Linked DNA regions of Rattus norvegicus: region 2 is linked to region 1. A link is a contact called in public Hi-C data. All regions are on one chromosome and are shown on one strand. The core of a region is the stretch at or near the end of the contact, and the rest is flanking DNA. Distances in the headings are between cores, read along the strand shown. Region 1 has its middle 12 kb from the start of Pomp. Region 2 has its middle 24 kb from the start of Flt1.

Evidence for each region. Hi-C and Micro-C count contacts between places; a contact is called where the count stands out from the background.
Region 2: a Hi-C map of psoas muscle shows a contact between it and region 1, with 2.4 times the contacts expected there. The contact joins two enhancer-like sites. A contact is called at or near these places in 2 of 12 Hi-C or Micro-C datasets (Schwann cells and psoas muscle).

The regions. Positions count from the first base shown.
Region 1 is chr12:12,221,060-12,225,473 of GRCr8, reverse strand. No RefSeq gene overlaps it. Among named protein-coding and RNA genes, the nearest start is that of Pomp, 12 kb to the right of the region's middle. Within about 2 kb of position 2,398, at least 26 of the 93 cell types and tissues checked have an H3K27ac peak or open chromatin away from gene starts, as enhancers often do.
Region 2 is chr12:12,307,113-12,311,526 of GRCr8, reverse strand. No RefSeq gene overlaps it. Among named protein-coding and RNA genes, the nearest start is that of Flt1, 24 kb to the left of the region's middle. Within about 2 kb of position 1,741, at least 16 of the 93 cell types and tissues checked have an H3K27ac peak or open chromatin away from gene starts, as enhancers often do.

The sequences.
Region 1 (4,414 bases), core at 1,149-3,648:
GAGAAAGGGACGACAATCCACTCTGGAAAAAGGCAATGTACTGGGGTAGGAACAAAGCAGACTATGCAAACGACGTTCTCAGATTCTAGGTAGTAAGCCTGGAAAATGAGTCACTAATGGAAGCCCGTCTATCTCTAACTTTAGTTTTTAAAATTTTAAATTGTATTTTATGAGTATGAGTGTTTGCCCACAGCATGTATGTGCACTGTATGTAAATCCGATGCCCGTAGAGACCACAAGAAAGCATTGCGCCCCATGGAACTGGAGTTACGAGTAGTTGTCAGCTTGCCCCGTGAGTGCTGGGAACCTGACCCAGGTCCTCTGCAACAGCACCGAGTCCTCTTAACCTCTGAGGATCTCTCCAGCTCCCGCTCTCTTATTTTATTTTTTTCAAAATGGAAGTCTTAATTGGAAAAGATTTCAACCAAAGCTCAGTAGCCTGAAACGACATTTTCAAAGTGATCTGGATTGTTCTCAAACTGAGTTAAGACCAGTCATTTGACTGCAGATCTCTGTAAAGAATCACAGCTTTCCCAGAATGCTCTCTGTTTGAAAGCCATTTCAAGGTTAGCTTCAGTGTATCTCAGAAAACACTGGCAATCTAAAAACAGACAAAACATGCCTCCCTGAGATTCTCCTCTTTGGTGGTGATTTTTCCCCCATACCTTGCTAGTTTCCTGCTAAGGTGGGTGTGTTAGCATTGGGGGGCTTCCGGCAGCGTTTTAGTATAAGAATGACGAGGCCGTTGTCCAGAGGGGCCCCCTGAGAATCGTGTTTGGGAACAGGCCGACCCCATGAGGTATATTATCTTTGCCACATTTTGCTGCTTTGTGGGAAATTTATTTTTAATCTTTTAACAAAGCCAGCCATGTTTATCTGAAGCGCTGAAAAAACTTTAATAGTTTAAAACAAAAACTTTTAAAAAATAATTAAACCCACAATGAATACTGAAACATGAAAGTCAGGCCGACTGTTACCTTAACAAGAAAGGGCTTCCCAGAGATCAAACAAATACTGTTTGTTTTATTTGCTAATGGCAAATAACAGGTACTTTCACTTTAAGGGATTCAGAGGGTTACTAAAGGAGTCTAGAACTTTCTATCGACCTACTCCCACCAAGACAAAGGTTTCCCACACCTTGGGTTCACAGAGCTGGGAAACGTGCTATCCAGAACGCTTAGAAGGAAGCATATGATTGGTACTCTAGCATGAGCACACTTTATCCAGAATGATGGGGGAGGGGACTCCCCGGGATATTTTTTCCTGTGTAGTGTTTATGCAGCTCAGCTCTGAGCAGTCAGCAGCTGTGTGGCTGCTGCGTCTCTCAAGGACTGAAATTGTTCCCTCAGTGCACCCACTCCCCATGAACCAACTGGCTTTCATACTGTCTTTATCGAGCCTTACTAAGAGTTCCCAGCGCTCGCTCGGGAGGCAGAGGCAGGCAGATCTTGGAGAATTCAAGACCAGCCTGCTCTACAATAGCAAGTTCCAGGCCAGCCAGGGTCACATAGTGAGACACCATCTCAAAAACAGCGTCAGAGGGTAGGAGACCATCGCTTTATAAAGGGAAGATTCAGGAAACACAAACAAACCCAGGACCAAATCCTTTGAGTGGATGAATTGTGGATCAACTACTAGAGTTTTTTTCCTCCCTTCTGGAAACAAACTTGGCTTTGGCTCAACAAAGAGAATATTTTTCAAGTTGTTTTTATTTTTAAACTGTATCCCACGCGTCATACGTAGGCTTTAATCCGATTTCCAGAGCACTTCAGTTAATACGAAGCACAGTTAGCATTCCCATTTAGCCCGAGGCTATGGCTCTCCATATAATGTTGATCTCACCCTTCCTATGGAATGCTGGCCGAAGGCCTGGCTGATTCTGAATGAGGGGAGACTGACACACAGGACACTTGGTGATATCTCTGTGGGAAGGTTCTTTGTGCCCGGTCACATCCTGATCTGCCAAGTTATGAGTGAGGAGGCAGCTGCGGTTCCAATCCCACAACTCCAGCCCAGAAATAGAACGTCAGGTTCTTTTAATACGCACGTTATCTAGATAAAGCTACGTCTGGGACGCCCCTGACAGGTTCTCTGACCTTCGCTTTGTTTCTACAAACTAAATATAGAACCGAGAGTGGCTCTTTTTTTTTTTCTTCTTCTCCCGAGCATCTAAGCGTACAAGGAAATCGGGCTGCTTCTGAAAGGAAAATAAGCCATGTGTCTTCTTGAGAGCCCTTTTGAGGTCAGTAGTTCGGAAGTACAGGGGTCCGAGCAGAAAGGACTGATTTTCTGATTTTTTTTTTTCTGCCCTGCCCTGTGAGTGAAATTCTTCCATGGTGGAGGCGGGGGTGAAAGCATTCATTGTACAAATACTGACTAACCCTCCCGTGTGAAATAACCTCAGGTCCAAGATGATCTCCCACTTGAGCTCCAGAGACCGTGGAAGAAGGAAAATGTGCCACCACCCTCCTCGGCACCCTCCGGGTGACCTAATGACTGCGGGTGCTTGCTGAGAGGTCTGTCTTGCTTGATGTGACCACGGTCATTATTTTAAATGTAGGGGACACGCTGATGGCTGGGCTACCTCAGCCGAGTCCTGAGAGGTGCACGGACAAAGACAGCTTTGTATTTTCAAGGATCTATTCAACTGTGGGGCTGTTCTAAGCTACCACATCTTCGTTACAGGATCTGTTAGACTGCACAGACCACTCCTTCAGGATCTTGTCTTTCCTGATGGTGATTAAGGATGTCTTATGGTGACCAAGAGGGAAACCTAATAGAGGTGAATGAGATTAATGCATCTTTCAAGATTATCTGGGGGTGTGGGCAGGGGAGCCAAAACCAGGGAGCATTTTATCACTGAGTATCAACAACTCAGGCTCCTGCTGGGTTTTGTTTTGTTTTTTCTTTTTTTGGAGCTGGGGACACCCAGGGCCTTGTGCTTGCTAGGCAAGTACTCTACCACTGAGCTAAATCCCCAACCCCTGCTGGGGTTTTTATTTCCTTTTTCTTCCTTGTCTGATTTTTTTTTTTAAACCAGTGTGTGTGTGTGTGTGTGTGTGTGTGTGTGTGTGTGTGTGTGTGCGCGCGTGCGTGAGTGCACTCCAGTGCACATATGGCACATGCATATGCCGTGCACGTATGGTGAATTATGTGTTTGTGTGAATGTATGGTGTGTTTTGTGAATATGTCTGTGGTTCGGTAGTGTGTGCTTGTGTGGGCGTGTATGGCCTATGTGTGAGGGAGTATGATGTGTGCCCGTGGTGTATGTGTTTGTGTGTGTGGTGCGTGTCTGTGCGTATATGTCTATGTGTCTATGGTATATGTGTATGGCTATACATGTACCATTTACGTGTGTGAGTGCGTATGCTGTGTGCATGTGGGGGGGATATGTGTCTGCACATTCATGTGAACACAGATATGTGTACACGTAGCGGCCAGAGGACAACCTCAGATGTTCATTCTCGACTTGCACCTGGTGTGAACAAAAGTCTTTTGCTTGGCTCTGTGTACACCAAACTAAGTGGCCCGTGAGCTTCCAGAAATCCTGTCTTGCCTCCTATCTTACACAGAAGTGTTGGGATTCTAGATCTATGCATCTGTGTCTGGCTTTGTGTGGATCTGGGGCGCTGGGCTCAGACTCGTGCGTTTGTACGAGCCTCTACCCTCTGAGCCACCTGAGCCCTTTAAGGTATTTTGCTTTTGTTTTGTTTTTTTTGTGTGTGAATGTAGTGTGTGTGTGTGTGTGTGTGTGTGTGTGTGTGTGTACATGCATGTGTGTGTGTACATGCACGTGTGTGCACATGGAAGCTAGAGGTTGATGCCTTCTGGCTTCAACTGCACTTTATCTCATCTTTTGGAAAAGGTTCTCTAACAGAACCATGCTCGCCACTGATTGGCCAGCCAGCCTCAGGAATCTCCCTGTTTCTCCAATACTCCTGCCCCAACTGTCTGCACTACCCCTGAATTACTGATGCACTTGGCCACCTAGCTTTCTTAGGTGGAAGCTAGGATCTGAATTCTTCTATTTTCTTGCAGCCTGACAAGCATTTTATGCAGAGCCACCTCCCAGCCCTGCTTGCCCGTTTTGAGATAGCATCTCATCCCGTAACCCAGGCCGGCCTTGAACCCAGGGCAGTTATTTCGCTTCAGTCTGCCTCCTACCCCAAGTGCTGGGATTTCAGGAGTGAGCCCTGAGACCTGGATCACTATTTGGGGTTCCACTGTAATGAACTGCCTACTTCCCAGGTTCCACGGGCACCCTGGTCTGTGTGTCAGTGGCGGACGTAACCGTGCCCAGACGCAATCAAAGCAGGCGTTCTACAAGGGCTCTGTCTCCTCAGCAGAGAAGTTCCAGATCAGCAGTGGTGACTCTGCCTCTGAGCAAACCTGCACACATCTCCTTTACAAAAGA
Region 2 (4,414 bases), core at 492-2,991, 87 kb before region 1:
TGCAAGGCCCTGGGTTCGGTCCCCAGCTCCGAAAAAAAGAAAAAAAAAAAAAACCCAGGAAAAACAATCATTAATTCATTCATGCATTCATTCAAGAAGCAGCGAACAGCTTAGGTTTTTTTTCTCTGGCTTCACTAAGCTCCAACAGAAAACCTACAAGGTGGGAGGAACAAAGCAATTAGAGGGCAATTCAGATGTTACAAAGAGCTCCTCCAAGTGCTTCCCCAGAGAATTTAAGCATTGCTGTATTGTTTTGCAAGACTATTGACCCTCCAAGCTGGGGAAAAGAGAGGCTCAGACTCTGTGTAGTCTGGAAAAAAGTGAAGGTTTGAACTTGAGGCTCAGAAGCTGCTGCCCACATCGGATCTCTTCTGTCAATGAATTGGTAATAACTCAGTTAGGTAGGAAAGGCCTTGAGTCTCCCCAGCCTTCGCCAGTTTGGTCTTAGTAGCATTTGGCATGATGATAGACTCTGAGCTTAAAGGCTGGGCTAGGCTCAGCAGCATGCCAATTGCCTAGTAAGTGTGAGACCTGAACTTTCCCTCCCAACACTGTCAATAAAGAAAGAGATATAAAGACATAGTCTAAAAATGAGGTGCTAAATAACAGGTTCAAAAAAGCTGACTTTCCAGGCAGGTGAGATGGCTTAGCTTAGAAAGGGGCTGGGCCGTCAAGCCTGAATCCCCGAGTTCGATCCTCAGAACCCACGTGGAGGAAGGCAAGAAGTGATTCCCACAAGTTGTCTTCTGACTTTCACCCTTTCGCGGCCACACTGTGGCTTGAGAATGTGCCCTGCCCCTGCCCCTGCCCCTAAAATACACAAAGGTAATGAACAAATTTAATAGCAGCATTTCCATCAAATGTTTTGCATTTTGGAGCAGAAGATTATTGAGGAGTCGAAATACATTTCAAATATAATTCCCCTCCCGTTCTCCCCATCTCCCGCGCCTCTGGATTTGTCTCAAGGAGAGTAACCAACCAACACCACAGCTTAGCGTAGAAGGAAGGCGTGCATAAGTAGTGCATCTAAAGAGGCGGGAAAGTCATAAATACACAAACGTTCTGTGTAGGTTCAACATTTGGGTGTCAGTGTGCTCATCAGTAACTGTGAACAAAGCGAGAGGCAGGGGCGACCAGGGTGGCCAGGAGAGGCCAGAATGTTCGTTCACTTAGTGCGCCTTTAAGTGACAGATCACGTACTGCGTACTAGCCTCCCCACCCCCCACCCCCAATCTAAGTACTATTCTAAAAAAAACCAGAACGACTATATAATTGAGGTCAGGGTGGAAATGAATGTCAAAATAGAACTCCTAAGTGAGATAGGAGGCGCTACTTTTTTTCAAGTTGGTACTAAGCGCTGGACACGTTTCCCCTCACCTCACGCCCTCTCCCCAGCCCCTGCCAGGCCTCCTTGCTAAGCAGTTTCAGCCCTGGGACTAGGGAATGCTAACCAGCGATTTAATAAAACTAGGGTCCGCCCGGGCAGTTCCTCCTATGGCTTGGCGCAGCCAGCCATACCCAGAGATGGGGGTCTCCGGGCAATGGGGAACCCCTCCCGGTAAGTTCGCTTCTGCCCTAGCCCTTGAGGCCAGGGGGACTTGGCACGGCCATCTCCGATGGCCCCAGTGGGAGGGTCACGGCTAAGACACCCGGCCCATCTCATTGTTTCAGGTCTGGCTTCCTCTTCTGGCAGAGGGCAGCGGCGCGCTGAGCGGGAAGGGGCCGGGACGCGGCTGGAGCCCTCGGGATGTCTACCTCTGCTGCTCCTTCCCCTCTCCGGGAGCTCGCGTTTCCCGGGGTGTGTGAGCATTCTCAATAAAAAGGGAAAAGCACCATCCAAGTGAATTTTCCAGCGCTGAGAGGAAATGCTGTTTCCTGCATCGTACAAAACTGGTGCCAATAAGACTGACACAGGAGCCCATTGTCCGGCTAACAATGTGTGATGGGGAAGGGCGCCTGAGAAAATAGACCTGGGGCCACCGTGAGCGTTTGATCCTTCCCAGCAGGGCTAGCCTCTCTCTCTGCCTCTCTCTGCCTCTCTCTCTCTCTCTCTCTCTCTCTCTCTCTCTCTCTCTCTCTCTCTCTCTCTCTCTGTGCGTCGGGGGAGGGTGGTGCGCGTGCGTGTGCAAATGTGTGTTGCGTGCTTGGAGTGTGAGAAGATATGAATCTGCAGGAGTGTGCATGAGCCATAAGCCTTTGTAGGAGTGTCTGTGTGTGTGTGTGTGTGTGACGTGTGTTTGTGTACGATGTGCATGAACCTATAGGCGTTTGTGTGTGTGTCCATGATGGGCCTGTGTGTAGTATCACTATAGGTATGTATGTGTGTGTGTGTATATATATATGTGTGTGTGTGTGTGTGTGTGTGTGTGTGTGTGTGTGTGAATATGTGTGCAACGGTGCTCAGGCTGGTCCACGCACAAAGCATTCCTTTCTTCAGGCTTGTGCACCAGTGCGTCTCCAAATGCTGGAACCGACTGGAAAAGAGCAAAGAAGAACATAGAAACGGAAGGGGGCGGGGGGGGGCAAGAAAGGAAAAACAAACAGTTTCCGGGTCACAGAGCTGCACGTAGAGCTGGTCGGCAAGTTAACCGCCCGCTGCGGCGCTAACCCCCTCCTCCCCCAAGCCTCTCAGTGAGGACGGGTCCCTCACCCCGCCCAGACACAGGTGACTGACTAAAGGCCTGTGTCCCACGAGTGCCCAGCCGGGTACTCGGCGCCCGCAGCCGCTCGAGGTGATGGAGATGGGAGGTGACTGGGAGAGCGCACATCAGCATCGGCCCACCTGGGAGCCCGAGGTCAGGGCCTCGGCCAAAGTGTCACCTCCCCGCCCTCGGCGCTCACGTAGACGCTGCATTCGGGACGTGAAGTGCCGACCCAGGAGCTGCTCCAGCCAGGGCATGGGCTGGGCGATAAACAATCACACAGGATACACAACACCCTGGACTGTCACAAGTCCCTCGCAGGAAAAGATAAATAACATCTGAGGAGGCCGCGGACGCAGCTTCCCGCAGCAGAACAAAAACTTAGGAGAAGTAAACAACAAGGCCGGGGAGAGTTCACACACCAGCTCTGCAAGCTGAGGGAGGCCTCCTCTTTCCAGGGGCCGCTCGCTCAGCCGCTGGTTCCAGTGCAAATGACACACACGCACAAAGGCACGCACATGCGTGGATGGTTCAAAATGAACCCTTTACAATGACTGGTAGAGCAGGGCACGGGGGCAGAAACCTATACTGCATTTCCAAGGCAGGAAGTTGCAGGCCAGCCTCGACTACATACCTGGGCTACATATCAGTATGTACCATACCAATAAACAAGACAGTGGCGGTTGTCACCTTCTCTCCCCCCGACCCGCCCCAACACACACACCCGGGCTCTGCAAGTAAGTATTGGTGCAACAGGCAAGGACTGGGGGTGTGTTTTTCTGTACTGACAGCCTGAGGGTTTCCTGAAAATATTACTGTTTCGTTTCTTTTTTTTTTTTTTTTTTTTTGGAGCTGGGGACTGAACCCAGGGCCTTGCGCTCGCTAGGCAAGCGCTCTACTGCTGAGAGTGCAACCCCAACCCCAATATTACTGTTTCTTAAGCTTTGCTCCTGAAGTCATGGCCAGCAACATGAACTCACCTCAATCCTCTATTCAAACCCAAGAAATTCACATGCCCTGTTAGTACAATAAAATGTGCTCAAGTTGGACCTCACCTTCGATGACCCAGCCAGACCTTCCCTGGCCACTACACACAGATTTTCATCCTTGCCCTACCAGCTCCCACTTTGTCTCCTAGCAAGTAATTCATTGTGGTGGTTTAAGGGAAAATGGCTGCCATAGGCTGGTGTATTCAAATGCTTGGTCTCTGCTTGGTGGAACTATTTGGTAAGGATTAGGAGGTGTAGCCTTATGGGAGGAGGTGTGTCACTTGGGGTGGGCTTTGAGGTTTCAAAAGTCCTGACTATAGCCTGGGTTAACTCTTCCAATTTGTGCAGATGTGAGCTCTCAGCTACTGCTCCAGCACCATGCCTGCCTGCCTGCCTGCTGCCTGCTGCCTGCTGCCTGCTGCCTGCTGCCTGCTGCCTGCTGCCTGCTGCCTGCTGCCTGCTGCCTGCCTGCCTGCCTGCCTGCCTGCTACCTGCCTGCTGCCTGCCTGCCTGACTGCTGCCTGCTGCCTGCTGCCTGCTGCCTGCTGCCTGCCTGCCTGCCTGCCTGCCTGCTACCTGCCTGCTGCCTGCCTGCCTGACTGCTGCCTGCCTGCTGCCTGCTGCCTGCCTGCCTGCCTGCTACCTGCCTGCTGCCTGCCTGCCTGCTGCCTGCCTGCTACCTACCTGCTGCCTGCCTGCCTGCCTGCCTGACTGCTGCCTGCCTGCTGCCTACCTGCCTGCCACCAAGCTCTCTGCCGTGATGGTCATGGACTGTAACTCTCT